3 separate regions of the Sus scrofa genome follow, and all the other regions are linked to region 1. Evidence: chromatin contacts called from public Hi-C and promoter capture Hi-C data. All regions are on one chromosome and are shown on one strand. Each heading gives the region's core, a stretch centred on a gene start, on an enhancer-like site or on the middle of the called end of the contact. The rest is flanking DNA. Distances are from core to core; before and after follow the strand shown. Region 1 holds the start of C1H18orf32 (a long non-coding RNA gene). Region 2 holds the start of MBD1 (methyl-CpG-binding domain protein 1). Region 3 holds the start of MYO5B (unconventional myosin-Vb).

The links. Promoter capture Hi-C pulls out the DNA fragments that hold promoters and counts their contacts. A called contact is a pair of places that touch in the nucleus more often than the background predicts.
Region 2: a contact with region 1 is called in a promoter capture Hi-C map of liver, with 5 times the contacts expected there. The contact joins the promoter of MBD1 here to the promoter of C1H18orf32 in region 1. A contact is called at or near these places in 1 of 5 promoter capture datasets (liver), 1 of 47 Hi-C or Micro-C datasets (liver) and 1 of 2 datasets of contacts at active chromatin or transcription factors (alveolar macrophages).
Region 3: a Hi-C map of liver shows a contact between it and region 1, with 8 times the contacts expected there. The contact joins the promoter of MYO5B here to the promoter of C1H18orf32 in region 1. A contact is called at or near these places in 2 of 5 promoter capture datasets (fetal skeletal muscle and liver) and 15 of 47 Hi-C or Micro-C datasets (brain, embryonic fibroblasts, fetal heart ventricle and 9 more).

The regions. Positions count from the first base shown.
Region 1 is chr1:99,041,292-99,046,378 of Sscrofa11.1, reverse strand. C1H18orf32 (a long non-coding RNA gene) reads left to right here and starts at 3,150. Exons shown (of 3, transcript XR_002344306.1): 1 at 3,150-3,326. RPL17 (ribosomal protein L17) reads left to right here. Exons shown (of 7, transcript NM_001244558.1): 5 at 52-150; 6 at 895-1,086; 7 at 1,775-1,857. The coding sequence ends at 1,822.
Region 2 is chr1:99,915,407-99,920,493 of Sscrofa11.1, reverse strand. MBD1 (methyl-CpG-binding domain protein 1) reads left to right here and starts at 3,166. Exons shown (of 24, transcript XR_002344345.1): 1 at 3,166-3,303; 2 at 4,601-4,735.
Region 3 is chr1:99,807,797-99,812,883 of Sscrofa11.1, reverse strand. MYO5B (unconventional myosin-Vb) reads left to right here and starts at 1,950. Exons shown (of 39, transcript XM_021093027.1): 1 at 1,950-2,022. The coding sequence starts at 1,975.

The DNA of each region.
Region 1 (5,087 bases), core at 1,901-4,400:
CGGGAAGTGGCTAATAGTCTCTGCTTTTCTTTTTGTTTGTTTGATTTTTAGGCCAAACAGTGGGGCTGGACACAGGGTCGGTGGCCCAAAAAGAGTGCTGAATTTTTATTGCACATGCTTAAAAATGCAGAGAGTAATGCTGAACTTAAGGTACCTGAAACATTAATGTTTTTATACATAAAGCTTGGATTCAGTTTAAATTGCTATGTCTAGTTTGATTTCCTTGACTGTCTTTCTCTTTGTTTTCAGTATTTTAAGAAGGGTGGTAAGCTTTCTTACATGGACCTTTTTCATAGTACAATACATCCCTTCACGGAATATTTTTAAATATAAACAGTAATATAACGCACTTTTACAAAGGAACCATTATAATTGCCTTAGTAATGATTAATGTAGTTTGTTGTTTACACTCATAACGAGGAGACACATTAAGTTTCAGAAGTTAAAATAGTGATGTAGTCAACAAAACATAGGCTTGTCCATTTGAGAAGTTATCCATTACCTTTTTTGCTTCTGAAAATCTAGGCCAGAACTAGAATTAATGTAGGTCTGTTTAGCTTTAGCCGTCGTTTCCATTTGACCTCCAGCCGGGGAACTTCCATATGCCAGGGATGTGGCCCTTTTTAAAAAAAGAAAAACACTTAAAGATACTACCAGATCCTGTACTCGCCCTCCTTTATGGATGCCACTTAAATTTAGCACTGAGGTTTAATATTTAGAGTTAAGGAAAGTCACCTAGAATAAAGGTGAAAAAACATGATTGAACAAACATGCCATTTAGAGTCCTAAGAATAGCCTTTCAGATTTGTTATTAAGACAGGGACTTGAATGATGCAACTTGTGGTATCGATGTTAAGGTGTTACCTGATCTTGTTCCCTCTCCCTTGTTCTCAGGGCTTAGATGTAGATTCTCTGGTCATTGAGCACATCCAGGTGAACAAAGCCCCCAAAATGCGGCGTAGGACTTACAGAGCTCATGGTCGAATCAACCCTTACATGAGTTCTCCCTGCCACATTGAGATGATCCTTACTGAAAAAGAGCAGATTGTTCCTAAGCCAGAAGAGGAGGTTGCACAGAAGAAAAAGGTAAATTTCTTGTCTGTGTTCACTTTTTCTTTATTAGATTTATGGTTGCTGTGATGACTAACTTAGGACACCTTTGGAATAACCATGAAAGGAAACTATTCTGAGCAACCAGAAACCTAATCATTTTATTTTGACTTTTATTTTGGGTCTCATTTAGTTTCTTCACTAATGTAGTGACTACTAAATTTGTATTCATCTTCATTAGAACTGTGTGGTTATCTGCTGGTGTCCCCACCTAGATGTCTGTAATCACTGGACATGTAGCATGTCCAGAACTGGGCTCCTTTACCTTCCTTATCAGTATCTTGACCTCCTTCCCCCCATACCCCCCCCCCCCCAAAAAAAACCCTTGAGTTCAGGAGTTCCCGTCGTGGCACAGTGGTTAACGAATCCGACTAGGAACCATGAGGTTGCAGGTTCGGTCCCTGCCCTTGTTCAGTGGGTTGACGATCCGGCGTTGCCGTGAGCTGTGGTGTAGGTTGCAGACACGGCTCGGATCCCGCATTGCTGTGGCTCTGGCGTAGGCCGGTGGCTACAGCTCCGATTAGACCCCTAGCCTGGGAACCTCCACATGTCGAGAGAGCGGCCCAAGAAATAGCAAAAAAGACAAAAAAAAGAAAGAAAGAAAGAAAAATTGCTCTTCTAGGGGATAATGTAGTTTAACAGTCTTGTTTTTTCTTTTCCACAGATATCCCAGAAGAAACTGAAGAAGCAAAAACTTATGGCCCGGGAATAAATTTCACAAAAATAAATGCAAATAATAGTAAAAGAGTTTTGACGTCTTAATTAGTATGTTTCAAATGCACTCACAAAATGAAATAAGCTTACATAAGCATGCTGTTTTGAATCTTCTGGTGCCTTGCATAAAATGGAATTAGAACTGTGAAGAAATCTCTGAATTTTTTTTCCCACCCACTGCGGGGGGGGAGGGGGCTGCATACTTAGCATTCAGAAGTTCCTAGAGATAGAACCTGTGGAGCAGTGTCAATGCTGGATCCTGAACCCACTGAACAATGGGAACTTACACCCACTTTGTTGAGATTTAATACCTTGTTTGCTGTTTAGAACTTAATTCAGTTGTATGTCCATTGCATAATGCATTTATCATTATCCCAAGAGGAGGCTTAGCCTGTCACCCCTTCCACCCCAGTTTAGCTTTGGGTAGCTATACCTATTCCGACGATTTGTCTGTTCTGAACATTTAATAAACTCAGTGTGGGCCCTTTGTGGCTTGCATTTAGCATGATTGGGGTGGGTTGTAGCATGTACCTGTAATTCATAGTATAAATTTTAAACATGGGAGTCTTTTTTAGAAATAATGTTGCTGTGAACTTTGTAAAAGTTTCTCTTTGGGCATGTTCTTTTACTTGGGTGTGTAACAGTGGATTTGCTAGATCATAAGGTAATGAACATTAGAGGAACTTCAGGACAGTTCCTAAAGGGATGCTATTTATTGTCCCAGCACCAGTGTGTGAGGGTTCCAAATTCTTGCTCCTTAACAGCTGTCCTATGAGTGTGAAGTGGTATAGGCATTTCTTGGGAGCTAATACCGCTTGAAGCTGACTTTTTTTTTTTACCTTTTTAGGGCCGCACTCAAGGCATATGGAGGTTTCCAGACTAGGGGTTGAATCTGAGCTGTAGCTGCTGGCCTAGGCCACAGCAATGCCAGATTCAAGTCACATCTGCAACCTACACCACAGCTCACAGCAACTTGGGATCTTTAACCCACTGAGCGAGGCCTGGGATCAAACCAGCATCCCGTGGATACTATCAGATTTGTTTCCACTAAGCCACAGCCACGATGGGAACACCCGAGGTCACCTGAGGTTGATCTTAATGTTAAATTTCCCTGCTCCTGAATTTAAGACCCTCTTGCAGCAAGGGGCATAACCACAACTGCATTGGAAAGCAGTCTAGCCATCACAAGCAAGTAGAGCAAGCTTCCGAGGGGTTATGGACCCTAGCACAAGCATTACCCTTAACGTTAGCATCGTGGATCTAGTTCCGGCGGTGGGGGCGCATGGAAAGCCCTGAGCTTCCGCCTGCCCACAGCTGACGACTGTCGCTGCGCCGGAAGCCTTCTACAGGACGTCTCCGTTACGTCCGGCGCGTCCGCCGACTGACGCCAGCGCCCGTTTGTCTACCTCTTTTGCGGTGCCCATTGGCTTGGCTGCGGTACCTCCTGCCGCGTCTCTTTTTGGAGAAGCGCAGTCATTGGCGCCGGGGCTTGGTGGTCGCCGGTGAGCGGGCAGGGTGGGCCGGGGCTGCTGTGTGGTTGGGAGGCCGCGGTCTCTGCTCAGTGGAGCGGCGTTGAGCACCCGGCCAGCGGCGCGGTTCTCCTGCCCTCGGCTCCGGGCGGCCCGCCTGCCCCACGGTACAGTCTCCCCCTCCCTTCCCGTACCCTTCTCGCCCTTTGCCTCCCTCTCTGTCCTCGTCCACCCTCTCCTGCCCCCTGCCTCTCCTCTTCCTTCAGGATCCAGTCTCGGCCTGAACTGTCGGTATCACTTTTGTGTTACCATCACCACCATTCCTTTTTGCTTTCTCCTATCTTTTATTCGGTATTTTTATCTCAGCCTGTCCGGCTCTCCTTTGTCTACGCTGAGATGATACGCCAGACCAGGTTACTTATAGGAGGCGGCTGTCCGGCCTTAGTTCTACTCCTGCCCGAGTTCCAGTGGAGCCTCCGCCTTTTCCTATTCCGTTGTATTGGACTGAGTCGAATGAAATTCCTCTATTCCAACAGTTTCATTACGTTTTTCTCGCTCTGTTGTGATAATGCGAGAATTGGCTTGAAGAGAGTAGATAGTGATTTTTATCAGTTAATCATAGCCACCTTCTAGACCTTTCTAAGCCATAATTAAGTCTAATTAATATTCTTGAGAATTTAGGTAAAATAGTACATATGAATTTGTTTTAAAACACAGTTTCAAATAGGTAAAAACGTGAATCTTTATGATGGAGGAATCACCTGTCATATTAACCTAGTTCACGGTAGCATTTCCAGTCGTTTGGAAGGGTTTAATTGTTGACAGTTTGGTAGAAAGGGGAATAACATGATGATCCTGTTTTGGGAAGGGAAAAGGCAAGAGCATGAGATAGGAAACAAGAATTAGGAATTCTGCTCTTAGCCAGCTCTATTTATTAGTTACCTAAAGTGTGGACCTTGGACAGGTTACAACTTTTGGATCTGTTTGGGGGTGGGGTTTTTTCTTATACTAACAACACTTACATAGTACTTAATATGTGCAGACACTGTTTTGAGTTTTATATTCCAGTTTATCTAATCCACACTGCATCCCTGTGAGATAGGTACTTTTACTGTCTTTTTTTTATGGATGAGAGAATTGAGGCACAGACTGGTTAAATAATTTGCCCAAGAACACTAGGAAGTGGTGAAAGCAGGCATCAAATCCAGGTAGCTGCCAGCCATTCTCTTTTTGCTTTTTTTGCCTTTTGTAGGGCCCCTCCGAACTTCCCAGACTAGGGGTCTAATCGGAGCTGTAGTCACCAGCCTATGTCACAGCCATAGCAACGCAGGATCTGAGCCTCGTCTGCGATCTACACCACAGCTCAGGGCAACACCAGATCCTTAACCCACTGAGCAAGGCCAGGGATCGAACCCACAACCTCATGGTTCCCAGTCGGATTCATTAACCACAGAGCCACGACGGCAACTCCTGCCAGCCATTCTTCTTATTCTGTGATACCTGTACAACCTAAACCAGACCTCCTAGATCAGACTCTGAATGTCTAATAGCCAAAACTAATGGTTCTTTGAAAAATGCTGAAAAAGACTCCCTGCTTGTTTGGTTTATTTCAACCAGAGAATGTGTTCTATAAAACTTTTAACAGAATATTTTGGTAAATTCTTAAATTGTTTTTTTCATTTGATTAGGAGGCTGCTTTAAGGAATCCAGTTATGACTCCTTTTTAAAATAGCTGGTTGGAGTTCCCATCGTGGCTTAGTGGTTAACGAACCTGATTAGTATCCATAAGGACAC
Region 2 (5,087 bases), core at 1,917-4,416, 870 kb before region 1:
CTTTCAGGATCTCCCATTGCCCTGCTGCACAGGATGCAGCACCTCATGGCCTGTTAACCATCTGTGTCAGCAAACAAACAAAACACCATTCTTTTAGTTTTCATATAAGATATATGGGTATATACATGCATATATACAAGGGTAAAAGTTAATAGGGAATTTATCTGGCTTGGCCATATTCCCTGTGAGTAGGCTAAAGCTCAGGTACACAGAAAGTCACGGGGTTAGGACTGCAGGCCTAAGATTGACCTGAAAAAATGGAATCAATGTGGTTTAGCCACACATTCTACCCCTGACACCTATATGGCCCACAAAATCTTATCTGCCATTCTTCCTTGAATATCCTAGGGCCAGATATTGGGAGGTAGCCTGAATGCCTATTCTGCAACAGCAATATAAAGAACAGCAAACACAATAAATCCCTGCTAAGACAATGGAGACTGCCTAACACAGCCATGCCCCATTTGCCTGGTAAGGAGTTTCTCTTTACTTACTGCTTTGATTAGAATGTCCAGCAACACTATGGCATTTTGGGTGTGTCATCATACTCATGCATCAGTTGAAAGTGTCCCAAAAACTTGGCTAGATCTTCCTATGTGGCCATCCTAGGATTTCCCCCACTGACAACACAGTCTCTTTACCCATGCCTGTTTCATTTTTTGGTCTTCTGGCTGGCTCACCAATTGTTCAAATGCGGAGATATTGAACATCTTCCAAAATGAGGAGATATTTTGAGGCTGAAAAAAAAAAAAAAACAGCAGGCAACTCCATAAAGTACACTTATGAACTTTATTGTGGGTAACTTATATACAGGTAAGGTTGGTGAGATTTTGACCCAGAATCATTCATAGCTGTACTACACACTGCTGGAAAAGGTATAGAATTTAAAAGTGTCAAACCTAAAGATAGACTCTGATTACTGTTACCAGGCCAGGTTCATTTGCCCGATATGTAGCAAGCCAAATGCTGAGATGATGAGGTTTGTAGCAGAGAAAAGTTTTATTCATGAGGCAGTCAAGAAAGAAGATGAATCTCAAATGCACCTCCTAAAGATAGGATTTGGGAATATCTATGGTATAAAGAGGTGGGATGGTCTGAGACATGGGAAAGGTGATGGGAAGTAAGAAAAGTGAGGTAATCAGCGGTCTGTACAAGTGTAGTTGCGCTTCATGGCTTTTCATAGGACATGTGTTCAGAAAATGGCAGTGTTACTATGTTCTGAGGGTGGAGTTTTTGGCCTTCTACTGTTACAAGATTGTCCATCTGACACTCAGGCCAATTGGATAGTCTGTGGTTTCAACTGGTCTGAAAAAGGGAACCTAATTTCCTGAAAAACAACATAAGCAAACATTATTACAGTGACCCTTATGTCTGGAAACTAGGGGGAATTTAGTTTAAAATCAGCTAACATGAGTTCCCATTGTGGCTCAGCAGGTTAAGACTAGTATCCATGAGGATGTGGGTTCAATCCCTGGTCTTGCTCAGTGGGTCAAGGATCCAGCATTGCCATGAGCTGTGACCTAGTGTTGCTGTGGCTGTGACCTAGGCCAGTAGCTGCAGCTCCCTTCCACCCCTAGCCTGGGAAATTCCGTATGTCATTGGTGCGACCACAAAAAAAAAAAAAAAAAAAAAAATCTGCTAACAGCATGGAACTAAAAGCAAGCAAGGCAGGTTAGATTTGGTGGGCCTACTCAAGTTAGCTTTCAGTTTCCCTACGAAAGGAGAAGAACGTTCATGCTCAGAACTGAGTTTTTTTCCTCCCCTCAGGGGTCTTATGAGCATTATTACTCACAGATCATTAACCATCTGCGTCAGCAACACGTGGTCTCCCAATTTTCATATCAGATGAAGGCAAGTGTAGAAGTTGGTCAGGAAACTTCTGTGGCTCTGGTACATTCCTTGTGAGTAGGCTAGAGCTCAGTCATGCAGAAAGGGGAGGGGTTAGGACTGTGAGTTTGCAATGGAGCTGAAAAAACGGAGTCAATGTGGTTCAGCCACAGTACCTTCGCTTTATGTAAGGTGCTGGTCATTCTGATTTTTTTCTTTTTTTGGTCTTTTTGCCCTAGAAAGGGCTGCTCCCGTGACATATGGAGGTTCCCAGGCTAGGGGTCGAATCAGAGCTGTAGCTGCTGGCCTACGCCACAGCCAGAAAAACGCCGGATCCTTAACCTACTGAGCAAGGCCAGGGATCGAACCCACAACCTCATGGTTTCTAGTCAGATTCGTTAACCACTGCGCCATGACGGAAACTCCTGGTCATTCTGATTTTTCATCCTTTGTCTCAAATATATATGTGTATATATACATAAACGGTGTATTCGGGAGTTCCCATGCAGTGGTTAACGAATCCGACTAGGAACCATGAGATTGCAGGTTCGATCCCTGGCCTTGCTTAGTGGGTTAAGGATCCCGCGTAGCTGTGATCTGTGGTGTAGGTTGCAGACGAGGCTCGGATCCCGCATTGCTGTGGCTCTGGCATAGGCCAGCGGCTACAGCTCCGAATCCACCCCTAGCCTAGGAACCTCCATATCCCACAGAAGCGGCCCAAGAAAAATGGCAAAAAGACCAAAAACAAACAAACAAAAAAAAGCCGGTGTCTTCGACTTCTAATAGGCGTAATAGGTCTCGGAGTTTTCTGATAGACTATCTCCTGGTTTATAATTCTCAGCTTGGCTCAAATAAAATTTTCTATTTCTCCTTTAGATCGACTATTGATTATTTTTTCCTTGACAGGAGGAACTTGAGAGCACAAACGCGACAGAGGCAACAGGTGGGAGAAGAGAGCTCCGGCTCAATCCCGGCCTTCTTCTCCGCTCCCTCCCATTACTCCAGTTGGAGGCCGCCAGCAAAACAGACGGCAAGACCAACCCCAGTCTTCCTTGTCCTCTTGGGCTGGGACTGGAGAGAGCAAGCGAAAACGAGTCGTGCAAAGTAGGGCAAAGCAGGTGCGCATGCCTAGCAGGTCTCGAAAGAGGCGGGAGCTGGGGATAGATGCCAATACGCAAGCGCAGCAGGTCCCCTTAAAATAGGCGCGCGCTGCGCTAGGACTCAACACGCAGGCGCAGAGGCATCCCATAGAAGGGCCAGCGCCAGAGGGCATTAGCGCGCAGGCGTCCCGCCAGGGGGGGCGGAGCCCGAGATGTGGGCAGCGGATTTCCGGTTCCTGGAGCAACGAACGGTCGCGGCGGCGACAGCTACCGCTTCGGAGGAAGCGGCTGTGGAGAAGGAAGAAGGGAAGCTGGACGGGGCGGGAGTCAAAACCGGGACCCTCGTCATGGGTCCGCGAACCTAGAGCGGCGGAAGGTACCGGCCGGGAGCCGAGCTGGTGAGACAGTGGTGGGGGTGGAAATGAAGATCGCTCAGGCGGGGAATGGGGAAGAATTGAGGCTCAGAACGCTGATCGAGAGCAATGAAGGGCCCTCAGGCCGATGTGTAGGAGGAATGGCGGCGTCGGAATATTGAAAGGGAGTAATGGGGAGATTTAGGCGGAGGACGGGGAGGAATGGGGCTCAGAAGGCTGACAGGTGGAAGTGTCGGATCTTGGACGAGGACGGAGAGGAAAAGGGGAGGATCCGAACGCTGAGCGGGACATATCGGGGCCTCTCAGGTTAAGGAAAGAGAAATGGGGGTTTAGAACGCTGAAGGGGAGAAAAGAGGGATCTTCAGGCTAATAACGAGGGAAAATGGGGCTTTGGAATGCTGAAAGGGAGGGACGGGGTTCTCCTATAGAGGATGATGAGAGATAGGGGGTCAGAACACTGACAGTTAGGGATGGCATGATCTGGACCAAGAGGAAGAGGGGTGGGGAGTTCAGAATGCTGAAGGGAGAAATCAGGGTTTCTCAGGCTGATGAGAGGAATAGAGGATGAGGACGCTGAAGGGAACTTTTTAGCTTTGGAAGATGGAAATAGGGAGGTTTGGGGGCTTGGGAAGGACTTGAGTCTCAGAACACTGACAAAGGGAAAGTAAGGTGGGGAAGTCTTTCAGTTTGAGGAACAGAAGGAATGAAGGGTTATTCAGGTCAAAAATGTGGAGAATTTGGGGGACTCTCTGGCATAGGACACAGAAGAAATTGAGGCAATAACACCAAGGCAGCAGGATAAGAGGACAGCATAGAGGGAAGGAATGGGAAGGATAAAGGATTGCAAGAGAGAAATTAGTGACTCTTGGGTCAAGGAAGGGAATAAATGGGAGGTCAGGACACCGAGGTAGAGTACTGGGACTTTAGTCTGAGGAGGAGTCCTGTGGGGGCCTCTTGGACTGAGAATGGGAGGAATGAGGTCTCTCAGGCTGAGGATGGGGAGGGATGGGGATTAGGACCCTGAAAGTGAGGAATGCATTGAGGGTAGGGACCCTTGAGTTGAGGATGGGGCTACCAGATCAAGAAGGGGGATGAATGACACAAGCTGCTGGGCCCAGGACAGGAAAGAATGGAGTGGCGATGGGGGTTTTTCTCTTCCTTATATTGTCCAGTTGCTTGTGACAGGTCTTAGGTTTTAAACAAGCATTAATTGATGCCACCACACATTTGTGTGTCCTGGGGCACAGCATGTCCCTTCCTAGAGCCTCAGTTTCTCCCACTGCCCCCTCCATGTTGCAGGCCGCCGTTCCTTCCTGTGGCCCCCATGGCTGAGGACTGGCTGGACTGCCCGGCCCTGGGCCCTGGCTGGAAGCGCCGTGAGGTCTTTCGAAAGTCAGGTGCCACCTGCGGACGCTCAGACACCTATTACCAGAGGTACTGGGTGGGTTGTGGACAGAATCAGGGGTTAGAGCTGAGCCCGATTAGGCAGGGTAAAATCAGGGGGTGTGGTTAAATTTATGGGCAGGATTAAATTATGCATGTACAGTTGATCCTTATTATTTGCAGATTCCATATTTGCAAATTTGTTTACTCATTAAAATTTGTTTGTACCCCCAGAGTCATACTCACTGCTTTCATGGTCATTTGTGGATGTGCACAGAGCAGCAAAAAATAAGTTGCCTGATGCATGTGTTCCCAGCCGAGGTTGAATTAGGCTTTCTTCTTTTCAGCCCTTGTATTGTAAACAAGTATTCTTTTTGAGGTCTACTTAGCGTCTTGTTTTTTT
Region 3 (5,087 bases), core at 701-3,200, 770 kb before region 1:
TATGTGATGGAAACCCCACCTGTCAGGAGGAAGACCAAAGAACTCCCAGTGGATATCTTCTCTTTACTTTGAGAAGGCATGGAGCACAGAGCAGTGAAAAGTATGAGCCTTATACCACCTGGGGTACTTACTAACCATGAAGACTCATGGTCCACAGTGGATCAACTGGATTAGCATCCCCTGGCGTCCCCTTCATCCTGATACCCCGGCACATGCTTAGACTTTAGAGTGAGATAGAGTTGGGTTGAATACTGGCTCTCTGACCTAGAATGTCTCTTCCATCCCCACTCCCCCCCCACCCCCAGCCTCACTTTGCTCATCTGTGAAACAGAATTAATGTATGGACCTCCTTTATAGCGTTGCTCTGAGACAAGATCACAAAAGCAAAGGACTTGGCAAGTTTCCTGGCACAAAGTAAGTTTTCAAATGTCTTTATTATTATTCAAAGGAGGGAAAGCCCATATCTGATTTGGGGATTAGAAATCCACAAAGCTCTGGCCAAGAATAGTATTCTCCTCAGGGATGTGATTCAGTTCAGTCAGCATGAATTCAGCTTTTGATTTGTGCCAGGTATGATGGAAGCCAGAAAGTTGGAACTGGGTTGGGGGTGGGGAGAAAGGAGGGTGACATGAACCTCAGGTTGGTCCAAGGGCCTGGCAGGATTGCTAGCATTGCCTATCTGGCAGGTGGAAAAGTGGGTCTAAAGGTTAGAATTGGATTTGAGAGTTAATATTGCAGTAAGAGATGAAATGGGGGTGTGCCTGAGAAGAAATGTGAGATCTGGGAAATGGGCCACAGCTTTATTCAGGAACCAGGAAGAGAAAGCAGAAGGTGTGGTTAGTGAGGCTGGGAAAACAAGAGAAGAAGAACGACAGAGGCTAGGGGAGGAGGTGGTTTAACAACATGGGGAGAACCAGTTACCAGCCCGTGCTTCAGAGGGAGATGGCAATTTCAATAGGATGGAGCTGAGAGGAAACCATTTTGGAGGGTATTAAAGCAGCAGCTCTTCACCTTGGCTGTCATTAGAATCATTTAGGAACTCTTAAAAACCCCTTTGCCCAGGCAGCATCCAAGACAAGTTAAATCAGAATTTCTGGGAGTGGGAGCCAAGCATTTGCTTTCGTAAAAGTGATTCTCATGCAGAAAATGTTGAAAAACAGTGAATTACAGAGGGACTGGGTGTGGGTAAGTGGAGCCAGCAGTAGAAACTACCACTTCAAGAACTTTAGTAGAAAAGGAGAACAGAGGAAAAGTCAAGAGCTAGTGGAGAGATGGGACCACGGATGGAGCATGGTGGTGGAGCAGGCAAGGACATATGGAGCAAAGGTGGGGATTGGGCCTTCCTAGCCCGAGAGGAAAGAATCTGTGGCAGGGGTGAGGACACAGGATGCCAAGCCCCACACCCCGCCTTTCTGATGGGAAGGTCTGTGATGAGGCCCCATATGTTGTATTTCTAAAAAGTTCCCAGGTGATGCTGATGGTCCTGGGTGGTGGGGCGGGGTGGGGTGGGGCTGTCACACTTTCATAACTATCAGGATACGGGGAAGGAATAAGGGGAAGGAAACTATGTAGACAGATTTTTGAGGGAGAGAGAAATGATGGAATCATTTCCTTTTTGTTCTTCCCAATGTTATGAAGAGCTTCCTTTCAGATCCAAGAAGAGTTGCCCAAGCTTTGTTCACTTCCTTTATCAACCCTGGAAATAAAATCCTTTAGAATTATGGAGGAACTTAAAACTTCAGATGCTTGGGTCTCACCCTTCAATGAATCCGAGTTCCTCAGGGTGGGGAACCCCTTCCTTGGAAGGGCTTTAAAGCTCCTCAGGTGATTCTTACTGAGGAAGCATAGTCGAGAAGGGCTGCAGGTGGATTAAATGGAGATCCTGTCTTCCAAGTGGGAGGGTCTTAAATGGGATGAGTTTAAGAATCACCTTTCAGGGAGCGGGGCTCTAGAACAATTGTTCCAGCGACATAGATGGATGCTTTGGTTGAGAGCCACTCTCAGGGGCCATCACTCATTCAGGTACAAATGCCACCTCAAAAGACCAAATGTTTCTTCCTACAGCTCCTGCGCTCCCTTTACTGCCTCCTGCCAATTAATTTCCTCTTTGGCTGAAATTTCTACTTTATGTTGCAAGCAGAAGAGGGAGTGGCGCTGCCAATGTCACTGGCAGAACCGACAAAAGTAAATCAGGTAGGCAGCGGCAGAGGGACTGAGAGTGCGTGTGAGAGAGAGCGGAGAAAATGTGAGACTTCCCAGAAAAGCAAACAATTTTCTGATGGGGGTAGGGAGCCTAGCCGCAAGCTGTGGGTGAAACTGTCAAAGTGGAGAAGACTTCAGCTCCCACCTTTCCGATCAGGATTTCAGCGCAGGCAGCTCAGTTTGGCGGAGACAATCTTTGGTATATCCAAATCACCCTAATCTACGACATAACGATTTTTAATGATGCAGGTATTGAATGTAGCCCCGTAAATCCAGAGGAAAATGTATGGAGTCTTTCAGCTGCAAGCATTTCTCCTTTTTATTCCTCTTCTCCCTTCTCGGATACTTCCACCTCTTTTTTTTCTGATCTGCACCGGATCCCCGCCCACCGCAGGTGCCCGGACCCGGAGCGCACCTGTCCGGAGCGCGCCGGGCGTCCAGCAGGGGGCAGTCGGCGCCGGCTCCTTGCGCGGCCCCGCCCCCGGCCAGGAGGACCCCTCTGCGGCGGGGGCGCGAGAGGGCGCGGCGGGTTCGGCCCGGGCAGGGCTCAAAGGCGGCGGCGGCAGTGCGTCCGCCGCCCGCTCGGACGCGCGCCCGCCCTCTCCCTTCTCGGCCGCCCCCCTCGCCCGCGCCGCCTCCCATACCTGAGCCGGGAGCGGCGCTGCGCGGCCTCCTCCCCCGCCCGCCCGGTCGCCACTCCTGCCCGGCCGCCGCTGCGCCGCCACTGCCGCGGGAGTAAAGGTCGCGCCGGCAGAGAGCGAGCCGGCTGCGGCGCCTCCAGGAAGCCGGCGGGGCAGGTTGGAGAAAAGGGGAAAGAACCGAGAAACTCTCGAACAGCCCAGGAAGATGGCGCCAGGAGGGCCGGCCATGGACTGAGAGCCGCTGGGGCCGCGAAGAGCCGGACCCGCCCCCCATTGGGGCACGAGCGAGGGCAGCCCGCCAGGCACCGAGCTCGAGCCCGGGCCCGGCCCGGCCTGCGGGGTCATGTCGGTCAGTGAGCTCTACAGCCAGGTGAGTGCGGGCCGCCTCGGGCCCGGGGCACAGGTGAGGGCTGAGGGGAGGGCGGTCCTCGGGGGCGCCTTCTCCTGCGGCTCGGCGGGTAGGGGCGGCGGTGGACGCCTCTCAGCCTGCCCCCTCGCCGCCGCCTCCGCGCCCCGAACTTCGGGAGGCAGAGAAAGTTTGGCTGTTCCGGGAGCGCCCCGCGCTGACCGCCCGCGGCTCCCACCCCTGGCAGGCTCCCTGACTCGGTGCGGTTGCTGTTCTCGCCCCAGCTCAGTCCGGTCGAGGTCCCGATACCTTAGGAGCGACCCCACCAGTTCGGAGCCTCCGGCACTAGCACAGCCCCCCACGGTGCTCCCCTGCTCGTGGACCCCACATCGGGGCTCTGCATCGTGGGCTCCCAAGGGCGACCCTCGCGTGCCATTAAGGGGGATCCCTCAACTTGGGGGGTGTTCCTACATTTGGGAGTGGGGAGAGGGGGGACCCAACCTGGTGTGAGAGGCGCGGCGGCTGGGGTGGGTGGGTAAGCGGTGGGTGGAGGATGCTCCAGGGAGTTCCCGGGGAGGTGCATTCTCACTGTGCCAAGGATGGGCATTTTGAAGCGGGCGCTCGGCGGGGGGCACTTGGTGGGCTTCAGTCATTTCGGGGAAGGAATCGGAGTAATGCTGACGCGGGGGTGGAGTGTGGATTTACACGATGCTCTCAAGGTCAGAATGGATGTGTGTGGGGTTTGGTCCTCAAGAGTCGGGAACAGGTGCGGCCGGGCGGAGAAGCCCCGGTTCCGCAGCAGTTGCTTTGATTAAAGTTAGAGGCCAGCCACCGCTTCCTGAGCGCCCTCCGCGGAGCGGCAGTCGTCTGGACCCCTTCGGGTTTCAACTTGGCGCGGGGTGAGGGGTGGGAGTGGGGGTGTGAGAGGGGCAGAGGCCTTTCAGTACGAACCCCTCCCCTCTCAAAAAATAAAAAATAAAAAAAGTTTTGCCTGTTGTGACACCTAGGCTGCAGGCTTATCTTCTCTGTGGCCGGGACACATTTGACAGTGCCTCGCACCCACCTTTCTGCATGCAGAGGGGTGCGTGGTGTACGCTTGGGGTGTGTGTGTGATCCAAAGGACCAAGGCCCCTGGCCAGCAGGTCTGGGCGGGGAGCAAGAGCTACTTCCGCATCCTCACCTGGCAACTGCTCGCAGCTGCCCTGCGCGTGGGCGAGCCCTTCAGCTTTGTGGACTGGCCACCCATTTTCATTTGAAGAATTTTCTAATCCCTTCTTCCTCTTGGAGGGGGACAAGGCCCAGTTGGGATGACAGGAGATGGCAGTAGAGGGTGTAACCTGGCTGGGGGCGGAGTCTCAGCAACTTTGGCTACGTGCTCCTCCCCCATCTAGGTCCCCTGATGAATGACGGCTTCTAGGAGGAAAGGGTGTGAGGTTTGAGCCAGCAGGTGAAATCTCTGGCGTTTCTGGCTTTGGAAGGGCACCCCGCCTAGTTTCCCGTGGGAGTCTTGGGCGGTCAACTTTCAGTTCTTTTCCTGAAGTGGGTTGTCCTGAACCTTGACGGGAGGCTGGAAACCAATGAGGCAGGGAAAAATCTGGAGTATAAAGTGCTGAAGCTTAGTTAGGTTAAAGTGCATGAAAATACCATTTGTACTCCCAAGTAGAATGAGAGCCTCAACTGAGCATAGGTGCACCAAACATAATCATAAAGTCCTTTATCAGACAATAACTCATTTCTGTATTATGTGTAGCTAATGAACAATTGAATAACCCTCGACTATTGGAGCCCTGATTTTGAAAAACAAGAACATTGGGTTGCTTTTAAACACAGCTCTCTGGGAAAACAATTTGGTTTTTAGTTACAGAAGTGAGTATATTGCGTGTAAATGATTAGGGATG